Regions from separate parts of the Mus musculus genome. Here all the other regions are linked to region 1. A link is a contact called in public HiChIP or PLAC-seq and promoter capture Hi-C data. All regions are on one chromosome and are shown on one strand. Each heading gives the region's core, a stretch centred on a gene start, on an enhancer-like site or on the middle of the called end of the contact. The rest is flanking DNA. Distances are from core to core; before and after follow the strand shown. Region 1 holds the start of Rfx5 (regulatory factor X, 5 (influences HLA class II expression)). Region 2 holds the start of Aph1a (aph1 homolog A, gamma secretase subunit). Region 3 holds the start of Rprd2 (regulation of nuclear pre-mRNA domain containing 2). Region 4 holds the start of Them4 (thioesterase superfamily member 4). Region 5 holds the start of Tdrkh (tudor and KH domain containing protein).

Region 1 (2,921 bases), core at 197-2,696:
AAGGGGCTGGGTCTGATTTCATCTCCTACATAGGTCACAGAAGGATAAAGTATGATCCTCACACGTGGACAGCACCGCCTCTCCCCCATGAACCTTTATTCTCTCACATCAACATCACCCTTACCCTTCAGCGATGGCACCTGTATTGTCCCTTCCCAGCATGCTTACCAGAATTCCCTCTACTTTGTTCTGCACGGCCTTGCTGTGGAGAAGAAGAGAAAGCTGGAGGTCACAAGGTTTCCCCATCCCTTTGTCTGACTGCTAGAGACAGAAAAAGGACCAAACAGCTACGGACCACAGACCTCAGCCTGCCTGCTCTGAAACACTTGCCTGAGGAAGGAGTGCAGGGCAACAAGGATCTACAGCTGGGTCTGGAACAGGGTTTGGAGACAGAGACAATTACTTACGAAATGGTACCTCGGAGCCTTTGGAGGAGGGTGGTAGGTTCTCCAGCGTCAGCACCACCTTGGGGCCTTGCCCCAGTCTTGGGGCTCTTAGCATCAGGTTTATCTTCTGCCATCCCAGCATGAGGGCTACAGCTGAGAGAGGAGATCGCTGAGGATTTAACTACTACCAAGCTTCCTTTCTCCTAGAGACCCCAAGGCAGTCCTCCTGTCTCTACCCAGAAATACAAACAGAAGCAAAGCTTCCTCCAGTGGTTTTCCACACCACTTGCCTTCTCTAAAATTAGAATTATTCTGTTACTTTATCAGGCCCTTGTATACCCAAAGAGATCTCTGACATCTCCATTCTATATGTCCCACCTTTTGAAGTCTCCCAAATCTGGAAAACTGTTATGGGAAGGGATAGGGGTGGAGAAGTCCACGTTAAAAGAAATCTTACAATTTCTCCCAGTGCTGCAACACCTCCAGCCCCCCCCCCCCCAAGCCCCTCCAGCCGCCCCCCCTCAACACCTATAACGACAAGTCAAAGTTCTCCGATCCTCTAATAGACTCCTCGCCATTGATTTTGCCTGGAAGGTCGGAAGGGATACAAACATACTCGGCCTTTCCAGGTTTGAAAAAAACTGGGCCCAAGTTCTCATTACTGAGTCTCGCCACGGCTTCCCCCGCTGCCCCCCTCGCCGCGGCGCGGACCCTACGTCATCCCACGACATCCCACTCCGAAGCGTCCCCACTCCCCTCGGGCCCCTCCACCCCAACCCCAGGTGCTGGGCTAGGTCTCCGAACTCAGGGGGCTGGGCGCAGGAAACCCTGCGGGGAACAGGGTCCCAGATTCGGGCACGTGCGCAGGGGCAAGGAGCTGGTCCTGCTAGCTCCGGAGTGCTGTTGCCCCTCCTACCTCGGAACCGTCGCCTTCCAGCACGGACATTAGATAGGTGAGAGAGAAAGAGAAACTACCCTGTGGCTACCTCAGCTCCTGCCCAGCCCCACGGTGCCCAGCCGGCGGGCTCGTGCGTTGCTTTTATTTTTCCTTTTTCTGAATGGTTATGCCAGCCGCGATCTGCCTGGATACACGCACGGCCTGCTCTGTGATTGGCCGTTGCTGCCTCCAAGACGAAGGCAGTGAAAGTCTGCCTGGTAACAGAATATGATTGGTCGAGAGGGGAGGGAAAATCCAAAGTTAGTCTTATTTGAGTCAAGAGGGGGAAGTCCAGGTTGGTTTCGGTTAAAACTGGGGTCGGTTAGGTCTGCGGGCCCGGAAAGGGTTCTGTTCTTAAAGGGACCGCAGGATGAAAGCCCGGGCGCTTGGCTGCTTCTGGAGCATCTGGTCTTTTGCTTTCTGATCCTGTGCGTTGTAAAATCAGCGAGAAGAGGATAAGGGATCGACCGCGGGCTTTACTTGGGAAGATTTACGTAGATGCCGTCTAGGATCCAAGAACCACAGACAGGAGTTACAGGGTAGGAAAGTGATTGGCTAGTTGTAGCTGGGGAATAAGATGAGTTAAAAATGTAAGAAGGTTTGATTAAAAAAAAGCCAAACAACTCTATTACTGGGGCGTCGATAAGGACGTGGAAAGCACGAATCTATAAAAGCAAGTTACTTTGGTTGTGAGAACCAAATTTCTTAGGTTTCAGGAACTCTGTTTAAACAAAATTGGGGAGCTTTACAAAATGGAATGGCCACAGATAGCTACCATGTTTGATTGTTGCCTTTGGTTGTCAGAGCTGTCCGAAATAATCAGTAGGTGATATTTTTAAATTTTTGCTAGAAAATGATGTCTACTGATGGAAATTCGTTATAAAGTCCTGTAACTTTAATAAAATAAAATAACACAAGTTGAACCATTCGTCCTTCCCTCTTTGCTTACCCATCCCTGTGGCCAACAGCCTCTAGGATTGCAGGCTTCCCCTCATTCCACAAAGAATCTGCAAATCCTTAGCAGCTGTACCACATTAAGAGAAAATGTTTTTTTCTCTGTTGTTAGCCGTGGTATCGCCATTTTATAAAGTGCCTCCGTTCTAGTTAAGCCAAAGCTAATGCCAACTCATTTTCCAGATTTCTCCTCACCCTACCCCTCCTACCTGGGTAAACCACAGGAGATGTTTATTGGTTGCCTGACCCTGTCTGTCTCGCTACCCATAGCAACTGCTGACACAAAAGGAAATGGTATGGTCCTTCCACTTTAGACACTTGGCCCCACCCCCTCTGCAGGTATGCTCTAGAATAAAGCCTGTCTGTTGAGCCTCTAGTCCTCCTCTGTATTTTCTCCTTGCCCACCTTTGCCTATTCATGTTTCCGTTTCCTGGGTGTACTTCATCTCCTTCCTAGGGGGCACACTCCTGGAGTTCCCTGCTTGGTGGTGAACACTGGAATTTTGGTCAAGTAGAGGAAAAAAGAATTTAGTACTGTGATAACTTTTCCCTTCAGGTGCTTAACCCTCTTTGTTAAGATTTGTTGAAATCGTGATGAAAAATGCACGGGCAAGCTTTTGTACCTCTCTCAAGTGTTCGTGGTCC
Region 2 (2,921 bases), core at 226-2,725, 940 kb before region 1:
GCAGTACCTACTCCCCAAGCCCAGGGAAAAGTCTACCATACCTACTCTCCCTCCAGACCGCCTCTCCTTGGAAGTCAAGTATGAAGAAAAACACTTTAGCATACGTGGCTGTTTAGATTACCCAGAAAGAGAGGATGGGGTGTCCAACTCCCTCCTCTGGTCCCTCTCCCTTGGCTCACCATAGGCCATCTGTCGGATGGAGATGGGTGATCTTCCGTCCTCACTCAGTGATGCTAAGCCCTCATCTGCCTTCCTGGGAAACAGAAGGAAGGGCAGGGATGTTCCTTCCCCTCCAATACCCTCCCTTTAACGACCCTTACTCCAACCACCATCGCAGGGCTGGCCCACTTCCCGCCATGCACACCACTGTCCCCCCTCCCTTCCAGAGCCCCCCTTGTCCTTACTTAAGGAGCTTGTAGTAAGCAAAACGGAACACTTCCTGTAGAAGGACAGAGACAGCAGCACCAAAAATCAGGAGGCCATACTGGAGCCGTGCATCTGATCGGTCTGTCACATGGACCAAGATGAACCAGACCACAGAAGCCAAGAGCAGGGAGACCAGCCAGAAAAAGGCTCTGAGAAAACACAAGGGCAATGAGAGAGGCAAAGACAGGAGCAGATGGAAAAATCAAGGAGGGAGCCAGCCAAGGATGGAATGTATGAAAAGTGGAAGTTAGACTTCCGGATGGTAAGGGAGACAGGGACCAGATAAGTGTCTCCACCAACAGACTCATTTGTAAGAATCTGAAAGCAGCAGAAAGGGTAGAGATCTGGTTAGAGTCTTCATTAGAGTCAAAGTGTGTGGGCATGAACGGACAGACTAGGTATCCATTCCAAGATCCTTGGCTGGCCGAGGTCAGCACAGCCCCCTCATTAATCTTGGCCTTGGGCCTTCTCTGACGTTGCCGGGAGGACTACAGGAAGAATCTGTGAAATCCCTGGAAGGCGGAAGCCGACTGCGGGAAATTCTCCTAGATCACGATTTGACCCTGTGTCCAACCTTTTCCGACTTCTGCCCCCCAACTCAGGCTCCCAAGCCTGCTCCAGTTCCTCCAGCCCTTTCTGCACCTTTTTCTCTACGTTCGGCCCCGTCTCCACCACTCGACACTCACCCCGCCACCAGGATGATAACCCGAAGTGGGTCTCCAGCTACAGTGATCAGGAAAAGGGAGAAGGCTGGGCCGAACGCGACGAAGGTGCATCCGAAAAACACAGCAGCCCCCATGACTGGGCAGCTGGGGAAGGGAGGGAACCCCGGCCAAGGAAGGCGAAAGGGAGCTGCGCGCCGAGGGGGAGTCCGCGTGGGGCGAGGACGCAACCCCAGGAGGGGCGCGGTGCAATGTCACCCCCGGACCCCGGGGAAGGGGAAGGGGGGGTGCCGAAACCCCGGACGAAGGTCCGCCCGACCTCGTCTACGGAAGCCGAAGAGGGAACAACCCCCGGTCGCTGCCCCATGGCCACCTCCCATCTAATTCCCACCCCCGGAAGGCCAATGAATACTTGGTGGGGCGGAACTGCAGAGGCGGGGTCATGGCGGCATGGCCTTCTGGGAGTTGTAGTCTCTCATCCTCAGAGCCCTCCTCTTGGTGCTGGGAGTGGCTTCAGAAGAGTAGGCTGGAGTCTGGGCCCAATCAGAACAATGATTCCTGGGTTCGCTGGCGCCTTGGCCACGGTTTCCTTTCTTTCGGTAGAGAAGGGTGATAGCCACCCTACCTATTACTAGAGGAGCTTTGTCGGAGGAAGATCCTGTTTGACTCTAGAGACAAATAAAAAAGAGCACAGGATAGAGGTTGTGGGAAGATAGGGACGGACATTGTTCTTAAGTTGAATTAGAGGAAATGACCCAGAGAAGCATCCTGAGGGATCAAAGTTAGGCTTAAAAGTTGGAACTCTTTGGGCAGCCTGGTATAGGAATTACGTCTTAAATGAAGCCTCCACTTGTATTCTGTAATGACAGAATGAGAAAAGCAGGAGGAGCCGGGAGAGAAATATTAGGAAAATGTTTGGAAGGAATCGTGGAGTCACAAAGCAACTAGAGCAATGGGACTGAGAGGAAATTACACCCATCCCCTCCACCCCCGCCCCACGCCGAGCTGCTTGGTTCCTTTGATGTCATACTTCCTTTATTTATAGTCTGGAAAATAAACTTGAGTGGTGTCTTTTCCTCAGGCTGGGGAGAGAGATTTCATATTATCAGGAATCATCATTTGTATGAGGACGGGTTGGTCCTTAGGAGTCTGCAGAACAGAGGAATCCTATGATGGGATCTGAGCATTTTGATCATATATGAGAAAAATCGTTTTTTGAGGGTACATACAAAGCAACAACAAACTACAGAAAAATTTAAAAGATTACCGGGCTTCCTGGAGGTTTTTGCAAAAAGTCACTAGGAGGGGAATCAGTGGAGGTGGGGGGGTGGGGGGGATGGGAGGGTAGGGGGGGTGGAGGGTTGGGGGGGTCTGGCGGTCACTAGACACATTGTTCCCCAAGGTTAGGAGGATGGGAACATCTTGGCCAGTGTTCAGGATTCCATGTGTGTTCAACAGGCTGAGTCTGGGCCACTCTTCTCTGTGAGCTGTTAGCAGCTGTGGGGAACAATCTGTGCATGATGAGCCCACAGCCACTTGCACGGTGTTCAAGGACTCATTTTAGATGCTTAGCAAGTATTTACTAGGTATGTGAGGCTTGTGGAGCTTTTCTTTTGTTCTAATAGCTATTTTTATGTGTGTGGGAGGGGGTTGTGTCATGTATATCTGTGCAACATGTATGTGCTCGGTGCTCTTGGAGGCCAGATGAGCACATCAGAACCCTCGGGACTGCGGCTACAGATGATTGTGATCCACCATGTGGTGCAAGGACATAGCCAGGGCTACCTGTGAGGGAGTGGAGAAGAGCAGGGGCTGGAGAAAGGGAAGGAGCCC
Region 3 (2,921 bases), core at 231-2,730, 860 kb before region 1:
TAAAAAGATTTTCTTTATTATTATATCTAAGTACACTGTAGCTGTCTTCAGACACACCAGAGAGGGCGTCAGATCTTATTAAGGATGATTGTGAGCCACCATGTGGTTGCTGGGATTTTAACTCAGGACCTTTGGAAGAGCAGTCAGTGCTCCTACGTGCTGAGCCATCTCTCCAGCCCATAATGGTTAATTTGAGGCTGTGCTAATAAACACAATACTCAAGACTCTTGTAAACTGTAACGCACAGGGCAGTGGTGGTGCACGTCTTTAATCCCAGCACTTGGGAGGCAGAGGCAGGTGGATTTCTGAGTTCGAGGCCAGCCTGGTCTACAGAGTGAGTTCCAGGACGGCCAGGGCTACACAGAAAAACCTTGTCTCGAAAAAACAAAAACAAACCTATAACGCATTACGAAATTGTGATGTTACTACCTAGCAAAGAAGCCACACCTTGTCAATTACTCTTTCCTCGCTTCGAAGACTTTTCAGAGAAATTTTCGTTTAACTTTTATTCCCTCTTTCTAGAATGCAGTCGGTCGGCTGGCTGTGAACGGTGTCATCGCAGTCGGGCGTGTAGCATAGGTTAGTCAAGGAGTGCCTAGAGAACAGCTAACAGGGCCTGACGCATGCGCGTCTTCCCCCACTCCGCAAGACGTGCCAGCCATTTTGTCGCGTGTAGGTCCCCGATGGCGGGGTGGCAGGGAACGCAGCTGCAGCTGTCAAAAACAGTAGCCACAGAACGGTGGGCATTTCCCATCCTAGTGTGAATTAAAGGCTCCCAGGGAGCAACCCCGCCATGAAGCCAAAAGCAGGGCCGAGCACTGAACTGGGGTCTAGTAACGTCCTAGGCTCCGGAGCGCCTCAATCCTGCCTCCCCAGGTTTTCCTCCCAACCCGCTAGGCGCAGACCTAACGCGCAGGCGCACAGAGAGACGCAGCGCCTCCTCCGCCTTCAGGTCCCGACGCGCTTCTCCGACCCCCTTCCCTGATTGGTCGAATCGCAGCGCCATCACGCCCCCTCGGCCCCCGTGCTCAAGATTGAGGAGGAAGCGGAGGGGCGGGGCTTCCGTGCGCGTGCGCATTTCTTCTGCTGGTCTATTGCTGCTATTGCGTTGCAAAAAAAAAAAAAAAAAAGAAAAAAGAAAAAAAAAAAAAAGAAAAGAAAAAAAAAAAAAGAAAGAAAATTTTCTGCCTAGGTAGCTTTGGGCCTTTCCTGTGGTAGAAAATCTAAAGGCAAAGCTCTCTGCAGCCGAAGGGACGGCGGAGTAGCGTTTCGTCTTCGGTACCAAGGCCGCCCTGGGCTCACCGGAATTTGGCCAACGGGATGAGGGAAGGGCCTTAAGAGTTGAGGAGCGTAGAGGCTAAAAGCCTTAGTTGTCGGCGCCGTCGCAGGTTCTGTCTCCTCCGTAGTCGTCTCCCGACTCCCGGTTTAAACACCACCCCCGAGCCATACTGACAGTCCTCCGCGGCCGCGGCCCCTCCTCGCAGCGTGTGGGAGCCGCCAGCGCGCCCAGCAGCTAGCCCTCCTGCCGCCAGAGGAGCCTAGCGCGTGCAGCGTCCCCACCCCCTGGCCGCCCTCCCCTCCTGCTGCTTTCACGCACTCGCACTGATTGTTTTGCCCGCTCCCGCCGCCGCCGCCGCCGCCGCCGCCAGAGGACCAGAGGCGCTTGTGCAAACCGGGGAAGATGGCGGCCGGCGGCGGCGGAGGCAGCAGTAAGGCCTCCTCCTCGTCGGCCTCGTCCGCAGGGGCCCTGGAGTCTTCGTTGGATCGAAAATTCCAGTCGGTGACCAACACCATGGAATCCATTCAAGGCTTGTCGTCCTGGTGTATAGAAAACAAGAAACACCACAGTACAATCGTCTACCATTGGATGAAGTGGCTCCGGAGATGTGAGTGTGGGGGCGACTAGGAAGGGGGAGGCTGGAGAGATGGAGAAAATGCGGCCCCCAAAACACTCTGGGGTTTGCCCACCGAGCTGCTGCATTCAGTTGGGGTTCACATTAAAGATCGGGCGCGAGTGTTCCCTAGCCCAGACTCCATCCTAGGCACGGTTGCCCTGCTCTGCAGGGGGCTCATTGCTTGGAATTTTTCAGCCTCACATTTGGCGTGACCTTGGGCCGTTGGGCCTAGACCCGTAGAGATTTTCGCGTTTCCTTCCGAGCCCTGGAAGGTGTGTTGTTGATTATCCTGAACCTTCACGGAAATGGTCGCGTCCGTTTATTTCTTACAGGCCTTGACGTGTTAATGATCTCTGGGTTTCCTGTTGGCTAGTCAAGCCATGGTTTAAGCTGTCCACTTCCCTGAAATATGTTAGACCAGGCAGTGTTTTCCGCCGACGTGAAACTTGGGATATGTCTAGAAAGGGGCCTTCTCTTGATGACTGTGGGTGAAACTTGGCGTGTGTTTTAAGGAGGCTTTCCCTGGATGAATGTGAAGCAATAGGAACTCTACAGAGCTGTGAGGCGACCACCTGTTTTCCTTTTACCTGTGTTTGCAACACTAAAATACAGACCACGGGATACTGACGAGACACAACTGCGAGACTGTAATCATCATTGGTACCGAAGTATAAAATATATCCGGCCACTTTTTAATCTCCTGAAGCACACTTTACAGAATTGAGTTTGTTTGCATAGGCAATCAAAATGGGAAATGTGAATTTTAAAATATATTTATCTGTTTTAGATATAACCCCCATCTCAAGTATACTTTTTTTTTTCAACCTGTGTGGTTCTCCCCACAACACTGCTTTAATACAGAAAAGAGGTCTTCTAAAATATGAATTGTTAAACTGGGCGTGGTGGCCCATGTCGTTTCAGAGGCTGAGGCAGGAGGATTGCTGAAAGTTTGAGGCCAGCTTGTTCTACCCAGTAAATTTTAAGCAATTATAACCCCAACTCCATACATATTTATTCAAGTTGTTT
Region 4 (2,921 bases), core at 170-2,669, 640 kb after region 1:
TAGTTATACATTTATGGAAGTTGGACTTGTACTTGTAAAATAAGTTATGACTTTTTCTGCCTCCTTTTAAGATACGTTACTAAATCAAAAGCAGCATGATGAAAAAAAAAAAAAGGCCTGCAAATACTAATGCTGTAATGTTCTCAGCTCAGCACAGACTGCCAGGCTCCAACATGTAATTAAACTAATTCATATTTGTTGTTGTAAGACTAGCACGAATCATTTTCTTTTCTAATCGGCAAGATGGTACCTGGCTGATGTCAATACATCAACATTCATCATTATTTTAAAATTGTGTGTGTGTGTCTATCACCCAGGGCCTCCAGCCCTCTTATTGTCTAGCAGGAAGCTGCAATAGCTTGAGAGAGATGCCACTCCCCTAATAATCAAAGTTCTTTTTCATTTCTCAATACAGAGCTGTTCCCTGTCAGCTGTCGTTCTTTATTACAACACATTGTATACAAACATTTGATTTGGCAAACTGATCCCATTCTCCCAAATTAAACCCGTAAATTTCTTGGGCGGAACGTTTTTTCCCCTTAGCTAACTATAATACGACCTATCGTCAGTGGCCAATCACACCTGACATATATGATAGTCTTTAAACTAACAGGCTCCCATTAGACAGTTTGGGCTAACTCTATCGAGCCAGTCCAAGAGCAATTTCTTTGATAGAGACAGTTCTTACTGTCGATATACATTTTCAGTACACACGGACACACACGCGGGCGTGAGTTGGAGCTCAACAAGTATTGACTACATCAATAGAACAAAGGCAGGGATAAAAATATGGACAGGCAACATTTAAGATTTACATTCCAGGTATGCTAAATGCTTCCCTTGCATTATCTCATTTAGTCTCATAACATCCTCTAAGATGATGAAAACGGGCTAGAGAGGGAGTAATTATCTGACAATCAGAAGTCTACTTCTTCCTGAATTGGTTATAACGAATCAGAGTCTATCAGGATTAGATCCCTGCTAAGGATAAATGGTCTTCTCCAGGGGTCAATAATGGCTCTTTCACAGTTTTCTGGGTGACCTTGCTTATCCTTTCTTATTATCTCAGTCTTAGTAGTGGCGATCCCATCCCTGCAGACCTAGTTCAACCTTGAGTCACTTTCCCTTCCGGCTCCTCCCGATTCGAATCTCAGGGCAGAAGAGCCCAAGAGCCCCGTCACAGCCAGGGGCAGGTGTTAGCTTAGTCTCGGTCGTGCTGTCTCCCCTTCTCGCCCCACGAAAGCAAGCGTCCCGGGACTCACCCTAGCTGCTCCTGGCCGCCTCGCAGGCGTGGCCCCAAGAGTGCGCAGGCGCATAGCGCAGTTTCTCAGCATTGCTCAAGCCGAGGGCAGGACGCTGCTCTCTGCTCTGTTCCAGAAAGAGCCACACTATCCACACGCCGACTCTGGGCTATTAACTGTGGAGGCGGGCGGGTGGAGGGCGGAGCCGCGCGCCGCCCACAGTGCTGGCGCCTCTCCGAATCCGGGCGGACCGAATCCTCTACACCCGCTTTTGGTTCCGGGAGATTTTGCGTCCGGCTCTCAGCCACGGTTACTGCACTGGCGCAGCGAGACAGCCTAGTTTAGTTCCTTGTTCACAGGCAGTTTAACGCTCCAGCCAGCGAAAGACTCATCATCTCGGCCGAACAGGAGCACACACAAGGAGTGGATAACCACTAGGTGCGGGTTGATGGTGTTGGTCTTCTGGGTGTAGAACACGTGCACATACATTTAAAACTCTGTCAGTCTCTACTATTTAACAGGTACACTCTTCAGGTGCCCCTTCTCTCCGCACGCGCGCATATGTGTCTGTGTACTGAAAATGTATATCAACTTTTACTCTAGTAAGAACCGTCTCTATCAAAGAAATTGCTCTTGGTCTGGCTCGATAGAGTTAGCCCAAACTGTCTAATGGGAGCCTGTTAGTTTAAAGACTATCCGTTGATTCACTGATTTGTTCTTTCTGTGCTGGGAACAGAAGAATCTCAGTGTCCCACAAAGGAATACAGAAGCAAAGCAATTATTTTTGTCAAAGGGTGCACCAAGATCCAACTACAGTTAGCAAGCACACAGGGGACAGGTGGTGACTGCCCCACGCTCCCCTGACCCCAATTGCCCGGCGTTTGTTGTGATTGACTAGTTTTAAAATGATAATTACAAAGGAAATGAAAAACTAATAGAAGGAGTTGTGGATAGTCTAATATTTGGATAGTGGTGTCATAAAGCATTTAATTCTAGCACTTAGGGGCAGAGGTGGGTGGTTCAAACCAGCTAAGACAACATAATGATACCTTATCTCAAAAACCTAACCAAACCAAACAACAAAAAGCAAAACAAAAACAAAGAAAGGAAGAGAAATCTGCATTGAGTTGGAGATATGGTTCGTAAGTTTAAAAGCAATGGTTAGAATCTGAGCGCCCACATGGCAGCTCACAGCTGTTTGCAATTCCAGTTCCAGGGGATTGGATACCCTCTCTTTCTTTTGGTTTCTGTGGGCACCAGGCATGCATGTGGTGCACAGACAAAACACCCATATAAATAAAGTCAAATAACAATAATAATAGTTGTTCTCTACTCTGTTTCACAGTGAGTCTTATATGCCTTCAAGTTCTTCTGTCTTTTACCTAAGACACCCTTTTTTTGTTTGTTTTTTGTTTTTTGTGTTTTGTTTTTCGAGGCAGGGTTTTTCTATGTAGCTCTGGCTGTCCTGAAACTCACTCTGTAGACCAGACTGGCCTCGAACTCAGAAATTCAACTGCCTCTGCCTCCCAAGTGCTGGGATTAAAGGCGTGTGCCACCACGCCTGGCCAAGACACCCATTTTTATCTGAAAGCTTTCTCTTTTGTTGGAGGCTAGAGCTAGAGGTGCCTGACATGAAGGAATAGAGTTGGTTACATACCACAATTCTAGACAACAGCGAGA
Region 5 (2,921 bases), core at 143-2,642, 540 kb after region 1:
GCCAGAAAACACTGATTTTTGTGGACGGAGTATATGTCACAGGGTAAATGCCTGTGACGAGGACAGGTTTGCTGGGTGATATCCATTTGAACCAACAGGCAAATCTAACCAGATATTACAAGTAAATTTGTGCTAAGTGTGTTACTAAGGGATAATATCATAAGGGATAGGCTAGTGAACTCAAATCAGGCAAACCAACCAGGATTTTACTTAAAACACCAAAGCGGTCTGAGCCTGGTGTGACAACACATGCATATAACCCCAACAGAGAGGAGGTGGAGACAGAAAGAACTAGAGCCTAAATTCATTCATAACAAGTACAAGGCCACTGTGGGTGACATGAAATCCTGTTTGGGAGTGGTGATGGTAAGGAAGCCAGGTGTCCAATCTCCCAAATACCAGTACCTGAAAGGTGGAGGTAGAAGGATCAGCAGTTTAAGGATGGCTACAGGACAAGTTCTTGACCAGTCTGGGTTAACTACAAGAGATGTCTCAAAAACCAACCAATCAGCTGGAGAGATGGCTAAGCGGTTAAGAGCACTGACTGCTCTACCAGAGGTTCTGAGTTCAACTCCCAGCAACCACATGGTGGCTCACAACCATCTGTAATGGGATCTGACGCCCTCTTCTGGTGTGTCTGAAGACAGCAGCGATGCACTCACATATATAAAATATATAAACCTTAAAAAAACAAAAACAAAAACAAAAACCAACCAACCAACCAACAGGCAAATCTAACCAGATATTACAAGTAAATTTGAGAAAGGAAGATTGATAGACAATCAATCCAATCTAGAGCGTTCTGGTGCTGGCCTGTACTGTACTTCCACCACTTCAGAGGCAAGGGCTGGAGGATTTTGAGTTCAAAACCAGCTGACTGTCACAGGCTCCGCCACTAAAAGAAAACAAAACACCTTGCAACAAAACACCCTGCAGCTACAAACAGTCACTGGACTAAGTTGAGGAAGGTAAAAGGCAAATTAATAAAAGGTCCCTCGTTTCAAAGAGAGCCGGCTTAGGAGTGCTGAGTTGTGGTGAACGTCCTATCAATCCTGGGGGCCTAGCTCCCCGGCCCAGAGCCCCTGATCTGAGTCTGGTTATTAGCTCCCAGCACAGCTGCCCCACGCGGTGATCCGCGAGGGCCTCACTCCTAGCCCCCAAGTGTCCCACGCCTCCCGACCCTCAGTCCCGCGCTTCGGTCTTCCAATTGCCAGGGTCCCTACCGCTCTGCTTCTCCCACACCCCAAACTTCCCTCTCGCGCCCTGCCTTTACCGCTCCTCCAGAGTTGCGCGCTCTGCGCTTCGCCTCGCACCTCACCCCCGCCGCCGCCGCCCTGTCGCTCCCTCAGCGCAGCCGCCTAGCGGGTCGCTTTTCAGCAGCCGCTTGTTCCGCCCCCGCAGCGCATCCTCACCAATCAACGCTCACTTTGAAGTCTGACCAATCGCGCTCCTCCGCCGCAGCCAATCCTTCTGCGGACTGCCGTGAGCGACGTGGCTGGTGCGCGCTCAAGTCCAATTACCCGGATGAAAATCCAAGCCCGCCCACGTCCACAGCCAGTTAGAGCCCGGGGAAGCCGATGCTTTTAATGGAGCTCGCACCTGCTGAGAATTAAACAGCCAATTAGAGGCTTCTGGAGTCCTCGGTCCTCCTCTAGGAGGTTGTGCTGCTTTAAGCCGCGAGGGACTTTGGCGCTCCGAGGGTCGGGGGATTGGGTCACTCGTGGGTGTCCCGAGGCCTACGGAGTCATTCCGCGGCCAGCGGCCTTGGGGGAAGCCACCTCCTGATTGCGGCGCCACTTTATCTGTTAAGAATTTCTGCCTGGATGGACCCCCTACCCCCATCTTAGCCAGGGGACAGGAAAGCAACTATGTTAAAGGAGTGAAATGGGGGCGGGCGCTGCACACGCCACGTGGACCGAAAGTCACCGTGGCCACCACCTGGGTAAGGCAGCTATGGGAGGAGCGCGCCAGCAGGGGCCCCCTGCCTTGCCCCGGGGCCGTGGACCTGTGGAAGGGGGAGGATTTGGCAGGCAGCGGTTTGCTTGAAAAACTGAATTCCAGCCGCCGTCTGGGTCGTTCCCGAACCGTTAGGAACGGTTGGCCCTGCTACCACCTTCACTTTGAGGCGAGGGCACAGTCGCTCCGAGTCTCCAGGAGATGTTTTGTGCTGGCACATGATGAATACTCATTAAACATTTGTTGAGTGAACATAGCTAGCATTGTGTCTGACCCAGATGTCTTTGGGTCAATTTCCTATTATTATTATTATTACCACTACTACTGTTATATGTTGCTATGTTGTCCAGGCTGTTCTCAAATTTTGTTCCCTTAGGCTCTTGAGTAGCTGGGCTTGCAAACATGCTCGCCTTCTAGTCATCCAAAATATATATTTGGGTAAATAATACATGCACTTTCAAGAAGATTCACAAGTAACAAAAGGTTATTGAAGAAAATGTCCCTTCAGAGGCAACCAGTACAACCAGTTTCTTGGGAAATTTTTCATCCCACACTTAAAATACACGTAAATGTATTTTTGCACAGCTGAAAACATGCTATAGATATAATTTTATAACTTCCTTTTTATATATGTTAGTGTTTCAAAGCAACTACCTTTCTGACTCTTAGTTAAATCTCAAGATATGACAGGGATATAGAAGATGTATTTAACCAGAACTTTTAACATGTTTACTTTTAAGCATACTTCACTTTGCACTTTAATTTTTTTTTTTTTTTACTTATAAGACACAGTATCTCTATATAGTCGTGGATGGCTTGGAACTCTTTGGGTGGACCAGTTTTGTTTTGTTGTTTTGAGACAGGGTCTCTCTTTGTAGATGAGGCTGGAATCAAACTTAGAGATGCACCTGGGCATGTATCACCATGCTCAGATTAATTTTGCTTTTAAATGACTATCCCCATGG

Evidence for each region. Promoter capture Hi-C pulls out the DNA fragments that hold promoters and counts their contacts. HiChIP or PLAC-seq counts read pairs in DNA pulled down with a chosen protein or histone mark.
Region 2: an H3K27ac HiChIP or PLAC-seq map of microglia shows a contact between it and region 1, with 5 times the contacts expected there. The contact joins the promoter of Aph1a here to the promoter of Rfx5 in region 1. A contact is called at or near these places in 3 of 39 promoter capture datasets (cranial neural crest, frontonasal cranial neural crest and liver) and 1 of 115 datasets of contacts at active chromatin or transcription factors (microglia).
Region 3: a contact with region 1 is called in an H3K27ac HiChIP or PLAC-seq map of microglia, with 5 times the contacts expected there. The contact joins the promoter of Rprd2 here to the promoter of Rfx5 in region 1.
Region 4: a promoter capture Hi-C map of hippocampal neurons shows a contact between it and region 1, with 2.5 times the contacts expected there. The contact joins the promoter of Them4 here to the promoter of Rfx5 in region 1. A contact is called at or near these places in 4 of 39 promoter capture datasets (3T3-L1-derived adipocytes, embryonic stem cells, hippocampal neurons and 1 more).
Region 5: a promoter capture Hi-C map of second pharyngeal arch cranial neural crest shows a contact between it and region 1. The contact joins the promoter of Tdrkh here to the promoter of Rfx5 in region 1. A contact is called at or near these places in 6 of 39 promoter capture datasets (3T3-L1-derived adipocytes, the HPC-7 cell line, cranial neural crest and 3 more), 1 of 484 Hi-C or Micro-C datasets (embryonic stem cells) and 3 of 115 datasets of contacts at active chromatin or transcription factors (embryonic basal ganglia, embryonic hindbrain and forebrain).

What each region holds. Positions count from the first base shown.
Region 1 is chr3:94,952,633-94,955,553 of GRCm38.p6, reverse strand. It overlaps Rfx5 (regulatory factor X, 5 (influences HLA class II expression)), which reads right to left and starts at 1,446. Exons shown (of 10, transcript NM_017395.3): 1 at 1,303-1,446; 2 at 408-539; 3 at 169-202. The coding sequence starts at 520.
Region 2 is chr3:95,892,475-95,895,395 of GRCm38.p6, reverse strand. Aph1a (aph1 homolog A, gamma secretase subunit) reads right to left here and starts at 1,475. Exons shown (of 6, transcript NM_146104.3): 1 at 1,113-1,475; 2 at 405-575; 3 at 180-253. The coding sequence starts at 1,225.
Region 3 is chr3:95,817,512-95,820,432 of GRCm38.p6, reverse strand. Rprd2 (regulation of nuclear pre-mRNA domain containing 2) reads left to right here and starts at 1,480. Exons shown (of 11, transcript NM_001368178.1): 1 at 1,480-1,886. The coding sequence starts at 1,682. It overlaps Gm29948 (a long non-coding RNA gene), which reads right to left and starts at 1,553. Exons shown (of 2, transcript XR_375854.4): 1 at 1,303-1,553; 2 at 1-713.
Region 4 is chr3:94,308,630-94,311,550 of GRCm38.p6, reverse strand. It overlaps Them4 (thioesterase superfamily member 4), which reads right to left and starts at 1,419. Exons shown (of 6, transcript NM_029431.1): 1 at 1,263-1,419. The coding sequence starts at 1,334. Gm36010 (a long non-coding RNA gene) reads left to right here and starts at 1,498. Exons shown (of 4, transcript XR_867460.2): 1 at 1,498-1,679.
Region 5 is chr3:94,411,715-94,414,635 of GRCm38.p6, reverse strand. It overlaps Tdrkh (tudor and KH domain containing protein), which reads right to left and starts at 1,392. Exons shown (of 14, transcript NM_001357711.1): 1 at 1,274-1,392. It overlaps 1700040D17Rik (RIKEN cDNA 1700040D17 gene), which reads left to right and starts at 1,681. Exons shown (of 2, transcript NR_152121.1): 1 at 1,681-1,942.